Linked DNA regions of Sus scrofa: all the other regions are linked to region 3. The links are chromatin contacts, called in public Hi-C maps. All regions are on one chromosome and are shown on one strand. Each heading gives the region's core, a stretch centred on a gene start, on an enhancer-like site or on the middle of the called end of the contact. The rest is flanking DNA. Distances are from core to core; before and after follow the strand shown.

The links. A called contact is a pair of places that touch in the nucleus more often than the background predicts.
Region 1: a Hi-C map of liver shows a contact between it and region 3, with 3 times the contacts expected there. The contact joins two enhancer-like sites. A contact is called at or near these places in 3 of 47 Hi-C or Micro-C datasets (fetal skeletal muscle, heart right ventricle and liver).
Region 2: a Hi-C map of liver shows a contact between it and region 3, with 5 times the contacts expected there. The contact joins two enhancer-like sites. A contact is called at or near these places in 3 of 47 Hi-C or Micro-C datasets (liver and skeletal muscle).

What each region holds. Positions count from the first base shown.
Region 1 is chr11:22,849,623-22,853,877 of Sscrofa11.1, reverse strand. The region is part of intron 3 of LOC102167197 (a long non-coding RNA gene); the gene reads left to right. It overlaps LOC106504683 (a long non-coding RNA gene), which reads right to left. Exons shown (of 3, transcript XR_001298344.2): 2 at 2,662-2,860. Among named protein-coding and RNA genes, the nearest start is that of SMIM2, 44 kb to the left of the region's middle. Within about 2 kb of position 2,502, at least 6 of the 83 cell types and tissues checked have an H3K27ac peak or open chromatin away from gene starts, as enhancers often do. A contact at or near this core is called in liver, where this site is marked.
Region 2 is chr11:22,685,872-22,690,031 of Sscrofa11.1, reverse strand. The region is part of intron 2 of SERP2 (stress-associated endoplasmic reticulum protein 2); the gene reads left to right. Among named protein-coding and RNA genes, the nearest start is that of SERP2, 13 kb to the left of the region's middle. Within about 2 kb of position 1,436, at least 18 of the 83 cell types and tissues checked have an H3K27ac peak or open chromatin away from gene starts, as enhancers often do. A contact at or near this core is called in liver, where this site is marked.
Region 3 is chr11:22,782,739-22,786,825 of Sscrofa11.1, reverse strand. It overlaps LOC102167197 (a long non-coding RNA gene), which reads left to right. Exons shown (of 6, transcript XR_002336681.1): 6 at 3,405-4,087. Among named protein-coding and RNA genes, the nearest start is that of SERP2, 84 kb to the right of the region's middle. Within about 2 kb of position 2,570, at least 22 of the 83 cell types and tissues checked have an H3K27ac peak or open chromatin away from gene starts, as enhancers often do. A contact at or near this core is called in liver, where this site is marked.

The sequences.
Region 1 (4,255 bases), core at 1,253-3,752, 67 kb before region 3:
TGTGACTCATCTTCATTCAATCGCTGGCCTAGGAACTTCCTTATGCTATAGTTGTGTCCATAAAAAGAAAAAAAGGAAAGGAAAGTCATTTGGACCAAGGTAACAATTCAGGGAGGCCCTGAATGGTTTTAAGAAATAGAAGGATGTGATCAGATTTCAAAAACATTGCTACGGCTGTGGCATGGGGCTTGGTTTGGAGGCAGCCATGACTGGACCAAGGAGAACGCTTAGGAAATGGTTACATAACTCCAGCAGTGAAAGATAAACTAGGATGGTGCCAAAGGAAAGGCGGGCAAGTCAACACATTCCAGAGGTTATTTGGGAGGCAGAATCACCAGATTTGGTGGCTGGTGGGATTTTGGTACAGAAGCCCAGGCTTCTGGCTTCTGGTTTGGAAATGTTGCCTTCGTTGAAGTCAGGAACTAAGGAGGTGCAGTTTGGGTGGGGCGCTGGTGGGATGAGTCTGTCGTATCTGTGGGATGCTCTATGAGGGGTTATGAGTGGAATTTACACGTGGTGCTCTGAAGCACAGCAGAGAGCCTGGGGCTACAAATGAAGACTTGGGAACCATTGGTACCCGGATCATACGTGAAATCAGGGGATGACCAGTTTCACTCAGGGGAGTGTGTAAAGTGAAAAGAAACGATTTGAAATGCATTGTCCGTTGTCTTGTTTTATGTCACTCATTTTGCAGTTTGCGGAACAATTGAAGCACAGTATTGTTCTCTTTTATCTTGGTCATAACTATTTCATGTGCCGGGGAATCAAGCCAAGGGTCCAGAACAGGGGGTCCAGGTGGGAAAAAGCCCAGAACAATGGGCTGGATACTCTCTGTCCAAGACTGAGTCAGAAAATAGGAGGAGAGAACATTTCCCATCTCTGATCCTTGAGCAAAACCCATCATCCAATATCACCATCCATGGAATATTCTAAAACATTATTTCTCATAGATTATAATTAAGTTCTTCTAAGTTCTGAAGTATATTTTGGGGGCTCAAGGTATTTCCTTTCCCCTCCCCTGGGTTCCTCCCCAGCTAGTTAAATCCTATAGGACAGTGCTACTCAATAGAACTTTCTGCAACAATGGAAACATTCTATGTCTGGGTTTTATAGTGTGGTAGCCCCTTGCTGAAGGTGGCCATGAGCTCTGGAATGTAGCTAGTGCCCCTGAGGAACTGAACTTTTAATTTTACCTTTTTTTTAAATTTAAATACCCATGTGTGGCTGGTGGCTACCACATTGGACAGAATAACTGTACGATCTTTAATGAACTCAAAATTCACTTCCTCCAGAGACAGTCCCTGAATCCCTTTCCCCAAACCAGGCCTATCTCCCCTCTATGTGCTATTTAGAAACTTGTACTGTCATAGAGCTAATGACAATTATAATTTTGAATAATTGTTTTTGTCCATTTTATGTTTATCTCCCCTTATAGAACAAGCTCTAAGATGGCAAGGACTCTGTCTGTCTCTTTTACCACTGTATTTCCAGCACGAGGCAGAGAGCACAGTATTTGCTATTTGCTTAATTAATGTATATGAAAAGAATAAATCAATAATCAAATGATTCTGCAAAACATATTATGGGATTATGTACCAAATATATGCATAATGTATATGTAAAGAATAAATCAATAATCAAATGATTCTGCAAAACATAATATGGGATTATGTACCAAATATATGCATACTAAATGATTGGCTACCAACTACAGTCACATATTAAATAATTCAAACCATGTTATAAATAATTCTAGGAGGCTAATACCTCGGATCAGTAGAAATTGGGACCGTAAAGAGAGGAATGGGAGTTCCTACTGTGGCTCTGCAGTAACTAACCGGACTAGTATCCACGAGGATGCAGGTTCAATCCCTGGCCTCATTCCGTGGGTTAAGGATCTGGCATGGTCGTGACCTGTGGTATAGGTAGCAGATAAGGCTGGATTTGGCGCTGCTGTGGCTGTGGTGTAGGCCTGCAGCTGTAGCTCCGATTCAACCCCTAGCCTGAGAACTTCCATATGCTGCATGTGCAGCCATAAAAAGCAAAATAATAATAGTAATAATAAGATAGAAAGAGAGGGATGAATTTGACATGCTCGGTTTGGAGTATATGAAATGTAAGGGGCTGGATCTTTTTCTATATTCCCTTGACCTCGCTGGTCGTTAAAAACCCTGCAGGCACTCCAGTCACAACAGTATGCCACATCTCCTCTCTCTTGCACCCTGCAGTTAATAGAAAAATCCAGTCACACTGCTCATTCGCATTTCTCATTTTTCCCCTGAAGTTTACATCGCCGCTCAGCCCCTCAAAGTTGCCCTCAATCCAGAGTTTGTCACAGTGCACTGGTCTCCACGGCCCGGTTTGCATTCTCTGTGTTTATTTAACATATTCCCAAAGCTCCCAATTCAGTTAATTTTTAGACAGGGACAATGTCAGGCACTGCAACACCCCACCAACGACCTCCCTCCAGACACCAAAATGCATGAGTCAGCCCTCTTTGGCCACACCCTTTCAATAGTTAGTTCTGTCCCTTGCCTGGGATAGAGCTTGTGCCAGGTCAGAAGCTCTGGACTCTTGAGGGCATTGGAGGGCTCCCTACCAAGCTCCTAATCATCGTCAGCTCGGGCTTCCTCAGCCCTATTGCTTCCACCTTCTCCTTACCAATAAGTAGAATCTGGCAGGTTCTGTAGGCCCCACTGAATCCACTTCCTAGACTGTGGGCAGGCATAGGGCCAGGGCCTTTTGCCCAGGTTTCACTGCAGATCATGGAGGGCAGTGTTCTAAAGGCAGTCTCGTCAGAGCCAATGTAAACGCCGAGACCCACTTGTCAGTCCAGCTGATGTTCAGCAGAGCAGAGAGCCTGTGTGGGAAAGAGCAAGATGAAGCTGAGGCTGGGGAAGCCAAAGAGAGAGGATATTTAAGGAATGGTTGGGAGGGAGACCTGATTTCTGCTGCCATTAGGACTGGCTTCTGGAGGGGCCTCTAAGGGGTGTGTAGTGATAAAGATGAGCACTGAGGAGGTGGCCCCCAGTGGATGGATTTGAGTCAGATGGACAAAGAGCCTTCATCTTTCCTTCAGGACCATCTTATCAAAGGCTGCAAGTGTGCTCTGCATGAAGATGAAGGGATGAGTGTTCCCACTGTGGCTCAGAGATAACAAACCCAACTGGTATCCATGAGGACAAAGGTTCAATCCCTGGCCTCACTCAGTGGGTTAAGGATCCGGCGTTGGTGTGAGCTGTGGTATAGGCTGCAGACTAGGCTTGGTTCTGGGCGTTGCTGTGGTTGTGTCCCATTCGACCCCTAGCCTAGGAACCTCCGTATGCTGTGGATGTGGCCCTAAAAAGACAAAAAAAAAAAAAAAAAAAAGATGAAAGGGGTGGATTTGGGCCTAGATCAGGGGGTCCTGGGCGGTGGACAGACACCTCCCTGTCCACCCTAAGGTCTTGTGTAGTTCTTTGGTGACAAGCAGTGGTACCAACAGCAGCCACCCCCCTGAATCCTTGCCTGGCTTCCAGGAATGGCACACTGTCCTTCAAAGCTGAAAAACCATGGACCCCCCACTTCTGCACTTGATAGAAAAGCCATTCACACTTTAATGCTCATTTTTCCCAAATGTTATATCACTGCCACCTTCTTTTACTTCCTCCATAATCCTCAAAGCGACTAACAGATAGGAAATGAGTAGCTTTCTGTTGTCTTTTTTTTGGGGGGGGGCACACCTATACCAGGCTGGGAATTGAATCCGAGCTATAGCTTCCGGCCTACACCACAGCCACAGCAACGCCAGATCTGAACACATCTGCGACCTACACCACAGCTCACAGCAGTGCCAAATCCTTAATCCACTGAGCAGGACCAGGGATCAAACCCGCGTCCTCATAGATACTAGTCAGGTTCATAACGGATCTCCTTTTGTTGGCTAATCTTGATTAGCCTACTTTGTTATGAACTAGAAACAAGCATGAGGGTGTGCTCGTCTCTCCGGGGTCTTGGTAGCAGATCAGGTGATGCTCAGAAGAGAGCAGAGCAGACAGCAGAGGTGGTACAGGCAGTATCTGATGGAGTCTGGATTCAGATCCGCAGGAGCTGAGAGGCAAGGGAGCATTTGAAGTCGGTACGTAAAGCCTGTGGTCTAAGAAGGCCCGCGGCCCGTGCAGTCCTGTCATGATACTTCAGCATCATCTGTGGAGTCGTTTTCAGCTCCATGATCAGCAGCCAGCCCGAGTGTTCCCCTTGCAGCCCCTGGCTGGGT
Region 2 (4,160 bases), core at 187-2,686, 96 kb after region 3:
GATGTGTCCTCTCAGCTGCTTTAAGTCCAAATTCCCAGGCACTGCAAGCTCCCATCCCAGGCCCCTGGGCAAACCTACAGATAAGACAACACGAACAATGTACTTGATCCCTGAAAAAAGCTAACGGAGACTGGGAGTCTTCCAAAAGACTGCTGTCAGCAAATGTCCCAATAGACCAAAAGGGGAAGAGACAGTTCCTACTCTGTGAACCAGCACAGCAGGCAAAATTCCTGGCATGCCACATCCCCCACCTTCACATCCAGTGCTCTTCTAATGATGCTTCTATAGCTCTTTCTTGTTTATGTGCGTTCTCATCGTGGCTCAGCAGGTTACGAACTTGGCTAATATCCATGAGGTTGCAGGTTCGATCCCTGGCCTCACTCAGTGGGTTAAAGGTCGGCATTGCCATGAGCTGTGGTGTAGGTTGCAGACTCGGCTCAGATCTGGTGTTGCTGTGGCTGTGGTGTAGGCTGCAGCTGCAGCTCTGATTGGACCCCAGCCTGGGAACCTCCATATGCCATGGGTGCAGCATAAAAAAAAAATCTTTCTAGTTAAGACCCCTGGCTTCTGTGGAGGGGTCAGCTGCGGAGCTGGGAGCTGGAGTATCTCCACTTCCTCTGTTAACAGGCTGCCACGACCCTCAATCAATGGGCCTCATCTCTTTTAAAATCATAACGAAAACATAAATCCACCACCATCTCCCTTTTTTCTTTTTTGCTTTCTTTCCTTTTTTTTTTTTTTTAGCCAGCTGTAGCTTTTTTTTTTTTTTTTTTTTTTTTTTTTTTGCAAGCTTCACCTTAAGTCCAGCGCTGTTCTCACAGAAATGTGTCACTCTTCTCAGTGTGTCCTTGGTACCGTGCCCTTCCTTCTGTCTTTGTCCGTGTCTTTTTCTAAACCAAACATGTCATGGAAAACACAATAGCTCCTTTAGCTCGGTCCCCCGTTGCCACCTCTCCGGGATTAGTCACGATTCAGTTCATCTTGCAGCTCCTGCATCCCCTCCCCCACCCAGACCCTCCCTCTTAGAGTCCGGGGGCTACAGGCTCCTACCTTTTTTTTTTTTTTTTTTAAATTATTTTTTTTTGCACTCACAGTTGTCTAGGTTTAAAAGAATGCGATTTCTTCCGGTCTAGCCCGTCCCTTTATCAGTTCCTCCGCTTTACGTAATGAGACTTCTTGGTGCCTGGATGATTAAAGCCCTTATCGCTGCTCTCTCGCCTCTGCCCCAGTTTTGTGACACAACCTAAGAGAGACCCCTCTCCTCTCAGGTCCTGCCGCTCATCTGCAGTGCACACAGCAGCACCCTGGCTCCGGCTCTCGTCCGTCAGGCTCGCACAAAATGCACTGGCGTTTCCGATGGGTTCCCTCCCACTGCAGACACACCCCTTTCTGATCCTGTCCAGAAGGTCTCTTCCCTTTGAACGGGGTGGACTCGTGTGCCAGGCTTCCGTTCCCCTTCACCCAGTCCCTGTCATACCTCTAAGGTCATGCACCCTCTCTGAGGTCATGGGGTTAGTTCCTCATGCTTCCCGGATTTTTATACAGAGACGTAGGACATCTTCTCCTATGAGGGAAGATGGTGATCACAGGTCCGATTCTCTTGCTTTCATTTACCTTCCTCTGTTAACCCACCTTCCTAATTGACGGGTGGGTGGGCGAAGAGCTCTTTTAAGGAATGGTGCCACAGAGACCACAAACTTAGACTCACCAAAGGGGCACGGGGGAGGGACACATTAGGAGTTTGGGATTTACAGACACACACCACGGTTTACAAACTAGATAACCAACAAGGACCTACTGGGTAGCACAGGGAACTCTATTCGCTGTCTTATAATAACCTATAATGGAAAAGAATATGAAAAAGAATACATATATATAGCATTATATATATAGTATCTATATGTGTATAGTAGATATATGGTTTATATGTTTATAGTATATATAGTGTATATATAGTATATATGTTTATATATGTTTGGTGTATATATGTAATATATATAGTATATATATGTTTATAGTAGATATAGTATGTGTGTTTATAGTATATATATAGTATATATATACTATATGTTTATAGTAGATATAGTATATATGTATATATGTTTGGTGTATATATATAATATATATAGTATATATACATTTATAGTAGATATAGTATATATGTGTTTATAATATTATAATATATATATAGTATATATGTATATAGTATACATAGTATATAGGTTTATAGTATATATAGTATATGTATGTTTATAGTATATATCTAAACATATGTATATAGTAATATATGTATCACTGAGTCACTTTGCTGTACACCTGAAACACTGTAAATCAACTATACTTCAATCAAAAAAATTATAGAAATCCTCTCAGTGCACCCAGGGTAAATACATATTCCGGTCAGGCAGGTCGTAAGGAATCCTAGTATCTTCTGGGAAAGAATGGAGCCTGATGAAACATGTTGGTGTTTGAGTAGATGCCCACTTACTGGTCACCCTCATTCCATTTTATGTGGGAAAAAAAAAATCAGCTAACAAACCGGCAGGAGGTTACGGGACCCCTTTCTTATGGGGAGTGATGTGTCACAGCAAACTTGTGGCGCCTTCCTTCTCGCCTTCTCCCCCATGGCTGGCCTTCCTCATTCTCCACACATGCCTCTCATGCCAGGGGTGCTGATGCAGATAAGAGTGAGAAGGTGAGAAGGAAGGAGGAGGAACTGGGGGAGCCGTGAGGACACAGCACACAGGCCCCCGGAGAGCCCAGCCCCAGTACACGCGTCCAGGGAATGCTCCCCGCTCCCCGGCCAGGGAATCACCAGGGGCCCCCAAGATCCCACTCCAGCCCTTCAGCCAGTCGGAGGACGTTATCTAAAAATGAAATACAGGAGCTTCCAGCTGTGGCCCATTGGGTTAAGAATCCAACTGCAGTAGCTTGGGTCACTGCAGAGGTGTGCGTTCGACTCCTGGCCCAGGGCAGTGGGTTCAAGGATCTGGCCGCAGGCTGTGGCTCTGATCCAGTCCCTGGCCCAGGAACTTGCTTCAGCTATGCAATTTTAAAATAAATACATAAAATGAACACTACACGCACCCCTCTTCTGAGGAAGTACTTTTCCACTTTGCAGGATTGCAGAAGTTCTCTTAGGCAAGACATTTCTTTGAAAACTGACCAACTGGCAGTAAAAGGATAAGAGGCTTCAGAGGGGAGGATCGTTGTGGACTCTGCCAGATGTGGGTTCAAAGCCTGGATTTGCTCTGTATCTGCTGACTCAGCTTGGACATGTTCATTACTCTCGCTGCTGTCTTTATCACTCCTATGGTCTTAGTAGGAACCCCTCTGACGGTTGTCCTGGCACTGAGTAGTCTTAGCCCCCAGCACGCTTGACACCTGCAGCTTCAGTCACCTCCACCTCTGTCCCTGTTGCCCTCATGGGAAGTTAGTGGCACCAGGGATGGGAATGGTGTGTGCCTTGGGCCTTTTAGGCTATTGAAGTGATAACACTCCGGGTGTGTGAGACTATGTTCCCAGGATAAAGCATCAGAATCTTTCTGACCAACCCAGGCAGGCAACAGAAAGCACCCACGGGCAGACTAAAATCAATGAACAAGGCTTTGTACTTCAAGTTGAAGATGAGAAATAAAGTATAAGTTTCATTCCCTTCAAGCCAATACACCATTGTTCTGCTATTAAAACATTTTCTTGGAGTTCTGGTAGCTCAGCAGGTTAAGGATCCATCATTGTCACTGCTGTGGCTCGGGTTCGATCCCTGGCCCGGGAACTTCTGCATGCCAAGGCTGCAGCCAAAAAGAAAAACAAAATTCCTTGTGAGATACAAAAGCTTTGGGAACAGCATATTCTTTTGAGACATGGAACTGTCCAGATAGGATATCTCAAGGTGATATCTTTCTTTGTCTGGTGTAATTTGGTAACTAGTTTTATGGTTGTTAATATTATATATATAACATCAGAAATCTAAAAACTATTTCACAAATACCTGTTCTAGGTCCCCTCAGATGATGATTCTAAATAGGCCAGAAACTTATCTTGTTCAGGTCTTGCTTGAAGAACTTTTTTGTTGTTGTTGTTTTCTCTGTTGGCCGCCCTGAGGCACATGGAGTTCCCGGGCCAGGGATCAGATCCTAGCCACAGTTTCACCCTATGCA
Region 3 (4,087 bases), core at 1,321-3,820:
GGGAAGAAGGGAGGGAGGGAAAAGTCAGCAGCCCCAGGCTTGAGTGGTTACACTGTGGCACGTCCTCAGTGTGGAAGAGAATAGGAACGCTACCCAGTTGCCTGTGCTTGGCCTCCAGCCAAGCCCCTTCCGCATCTGCACCTTGCATCCTTCCACTGCGAGAGCATCCACCACCCTCTCCCTCCCACTGCACACATGCACACACCAAAACATGCACTCCCGCCACCTCCAACAGTTTGTTGACCCTTCCACTCAAAAACTCCATGAAGTTCTACTCCTTAGAGCTTTTGCACAGCCTCTGCTCTGCCTTGAATGCCTACCCACCCCCATCACCCACCAAAGGAAACGCATTCATCCTTCAAGGGGGATCTTCTGGGTCACGCCCTCAGGCTGTCTCCCCTGGGAGTATGGGGGCCTCTCCTCCCTGTCTCTGGAGGGCTCATGTGGCATTTGTATTAGATGGCGAGGCCATTAGTCACAGGGCCCTGCCACCCATTTAGAGGCGTGTGGCATCCCCAGTGGGACCACAAGCTTGAGGAGGACAAGTACTGTTGATTCCTCTTGGTGGAGACAAAACCTGGAACAGTGGCTGTCCTAGGGGAGGTAACTGGGAAATGTTGGCCAAGTGAGAGAATAGCATGGAGGCCTCCAGGATGCAGGCTCTGGAAAGTTAAGCAGGGCTCACTAACTCCTGTTGATAGCAGAAGCATGAATGGTTTCTCGAAGACAGCGTCTGGGTGCCCAAGTCCTACCCCAAGTGGGAATCTCTTTTCTACTTGGCTCCTGCCCTGGAAGTGACTTCCAGTCCAGAGACACCTCCACCCCCCACCCCGCTTCAGACAAGGTCAGTATCTCAAGGGAGAGAGCCAAGGGGAGGCAGAGCATCTGGTAGAGAGAGGCGAGGCAAGCCGTGAAAACAGGCGGAAGGCAAAGCAAGTCTTGGGGGAACAAGCACAGCAAGAGAACAGCGGTTTGCAGAGTGTGTCCAAGGAAAACCAAACTCCATAGAAACTGCTAGATGAGAATAGTGTTTAGGGTGAAATCTGAGCTTGCACGCGTGTCAAGTCTTGAAGTTTTTATACGTAAAACGAACATCCTAAACAAAAGCAGCAGCCAACTCTGGCTATTGACAAGAAAGGACAAGAAAAGGGTATGAAACATAGAAGACGGTCAGCAGAACCTAAGAGAAAAGGCCAGGCAGGCAGAGCACCGGATTCTTCACGGACATGAACCAGAAGCTGTTATTTATATTGTAGGGTTTTATGTACTGATGTTGGAGATAATGGGTAGAACCAAACATAAGCTCAGCCATCCTCAGTAAGTCATTGTGTTGGTCTCATAAAATCCTGAGCAAGCTCTCCCTCGAGGTCTGATCAAAGACAGCTGGAGCCTGTGGACACCCCCCCCCCAAATAAGGGGCTTCTAGCACCAGGAGCTGTAGGCGTTTCTAAAGAGAAGGTGTCTTGGACCCCGTGAATGAACCAACCTTTTTATACTGCGATTTAAATATACTGGAGTTTCCGTTGTGGCTCAGTGGGAATGAATCTGAGTAGTATCCACAAGGATGCAGGTTCGATTCCTGGCCTCGCTCAGTAGGTTAAGGATCTGGCGTTGCCATGAGCTGCGGTGTGGGTCCCAGATGCAGCCGAGATCCTGCGTGGCTGTGGCTGTGGCATAGACCAGCTGCTACAATTCCGATTGGATCCCTAGCCTGGGAACCTCCATATACCACAGGTGCGGCCCTAAAAAGACAATTAAATAAATAAACCAACATAAGCACAGATATAAACTCTTGATGCTCATAGCTCAGAGGTAACTGAAGAAATTAAATGGAAACCAAACCTCAAAGGTCGATAATATTAAAAGTAACCACATCACATTAATAACACCACTAATGTTCTGCTGGAAATAATTCACAGCACGAAGAGGAACGATGCTGGCACTTTTGAGTGTGGGGTCCTGTGCTACCCTGTGCCTCAGGAGGACTCAATTCTCCCACCCCTTTCCTCAGACCAGTCTGGTGCTTCATCTCCATTCATGCAAAGCTTCAAGATGTCACTCGCCCTTCAGTGGAGTGATTCCAGTCATAAATGTGGGTGCTGGCATTCCACCAGCGTACTAGTGACAAGTTGATCATCAGATGCTCCACCTCTTAAATTAAATGTATAAATTGAAATCATATTTATAGCATACACTACTATAAGTTGTAAAATTTGCATAGAGAACCCATGAATTCTGGTTTGAGAAACATTCTGTTAGATCCAAACCACCAACCCGGGCGGCATTTCCCCATCTGTCCGACCAGTCTGATCACCGTGTGGGTCCAAGAAAAGGCAAACCCACCCCCGTCTCCAGGAATCTTGAGGAGACAGCAGTTCCCTGCCCAGGACAGGGTCCGTGTCTAGAGTAAAACAGATCAGAGATCAGAGATGGCTGTTTTCACGCTGAGTTTTCCTCCAGAAGTCGTGGATGGGCGAACTCCCAGGAAGGCAGAAGGCGGAGAATGTTCCAACTCCTTCCTCACCAAATCCTCCCTAGGGCAGCTTCCTTCCCAGCCCGGATCACCTCCGGTGACCCCACTCCCTCGCCAGCCACACGTGGCTGCGTCTCCAGGAAGTTCAAGCACCCAGTCAACAATAAGCCCTTTTGTTACACAACCACTGGCTTATCTTATTTTTGTCTGTGGTTGTTTATTTGTGGTAAGATAACACGTAACAAAATTGACCGTCTTCAACATTTTTAAGTCTGCCCTTCAGAAGTGTCCAGGATCTTCACATGGCTGTGCAGTCGCTCTCCAGCAGCTCGTCTTGCAAAACTTAAACCCTGTACCCATCAAACCACAACTTCCCGTGTCCCAGCCTCAGGCAACCCCGGCTCTTTCTGTGAGTCTGACTGCTCGAGGTGCCGCATCCAAGTGGGCTCACCCAGCATCTGTCCTTTTGTGACAGGCTCGTTTCACTTCGCACAGTGTCTTCAAGGTTCGTCCGCATTGTAGTACATGTCAGAATAGCCTTCCTTTTCATGGTTGAATAATATTCATATACATATGAATATTATCTATTACATTCTATATTGTGTATTATAGTATATATAATGTGTTTTATTATATATTATATAGTGTGTTCTATTATATATTATATACGTATATTTTGTTTGGCCATTCATCCGTGGGTAGGCAGTTGAGTTGCCTCTACTTTTTGGCTGCTGCGAATAGTACCACCACAAACAAGGATATAACTTGTTTTCTTTTTTTACTACATTGCCTGGTTCTTTTGCTTCTACCAGGCTAACCTCTGAATTGTTTAGATTTCCCAATCTCCTTTTAAGCCTCAGGAGAGCTCGCCTCTGAGATTTGGTGCTTTTTTTCCCTCCAGTGTACAATTTCATCTGCTTTCTGCCTCCAGGCACGGACACAAAACCTCGTGGATGACAGATTATAATGGGCTGGCCTCCAGAACCTCCTGCAGGAACGTGTAAACATGTGCATAGACGATGATATTTGATTCAGTTCCTAGAGGAGATGGATTAGCTGGGGTGGGTCCTAAAGTGTCATTCTTGGCGACCCGCCACGGGCTTCCCGTCAGTGTGGAAAGAGCCTGGTGTGAGCACAGAAGGACCCCACCATGGAGCCATGGTCCCTTCTCACCAGCCTCCCATGGCAGAGATTTCACAAAGGCTTCAGTGGAAGTTACTGCTCCTATAAATGAGCAAGTCACCCCAAAGTTAGCTGAACTTGTAGGAGGATGTGCCATCCCATTGTGGCATCTTTCCTGTGAGTGACCCATGAAATGCACTGTGACTTAGGGAGGATCACTTAGAGGGCTCCGCCTTAATAGCTGCCTGAGTGGACACACACACACACACCCCACAAAATCTGGCAGGTAGTGTCTGCAGCCTGCTGACCTTCTGAAATCCATCATCTCAGACTCGGGGGCCATGCAGAAGCTCATCTTAACAGGAATCTGTGTTCTACTGGTGGAAGAAGATGATTCTCATGGGGCATATGTATTCCTCCCTAGTGGTCTCATGAGCAGACAGGGTGAGGGCTTGTCTCCACCTCACATGAGGATTCATGTTTTCGCTAAAG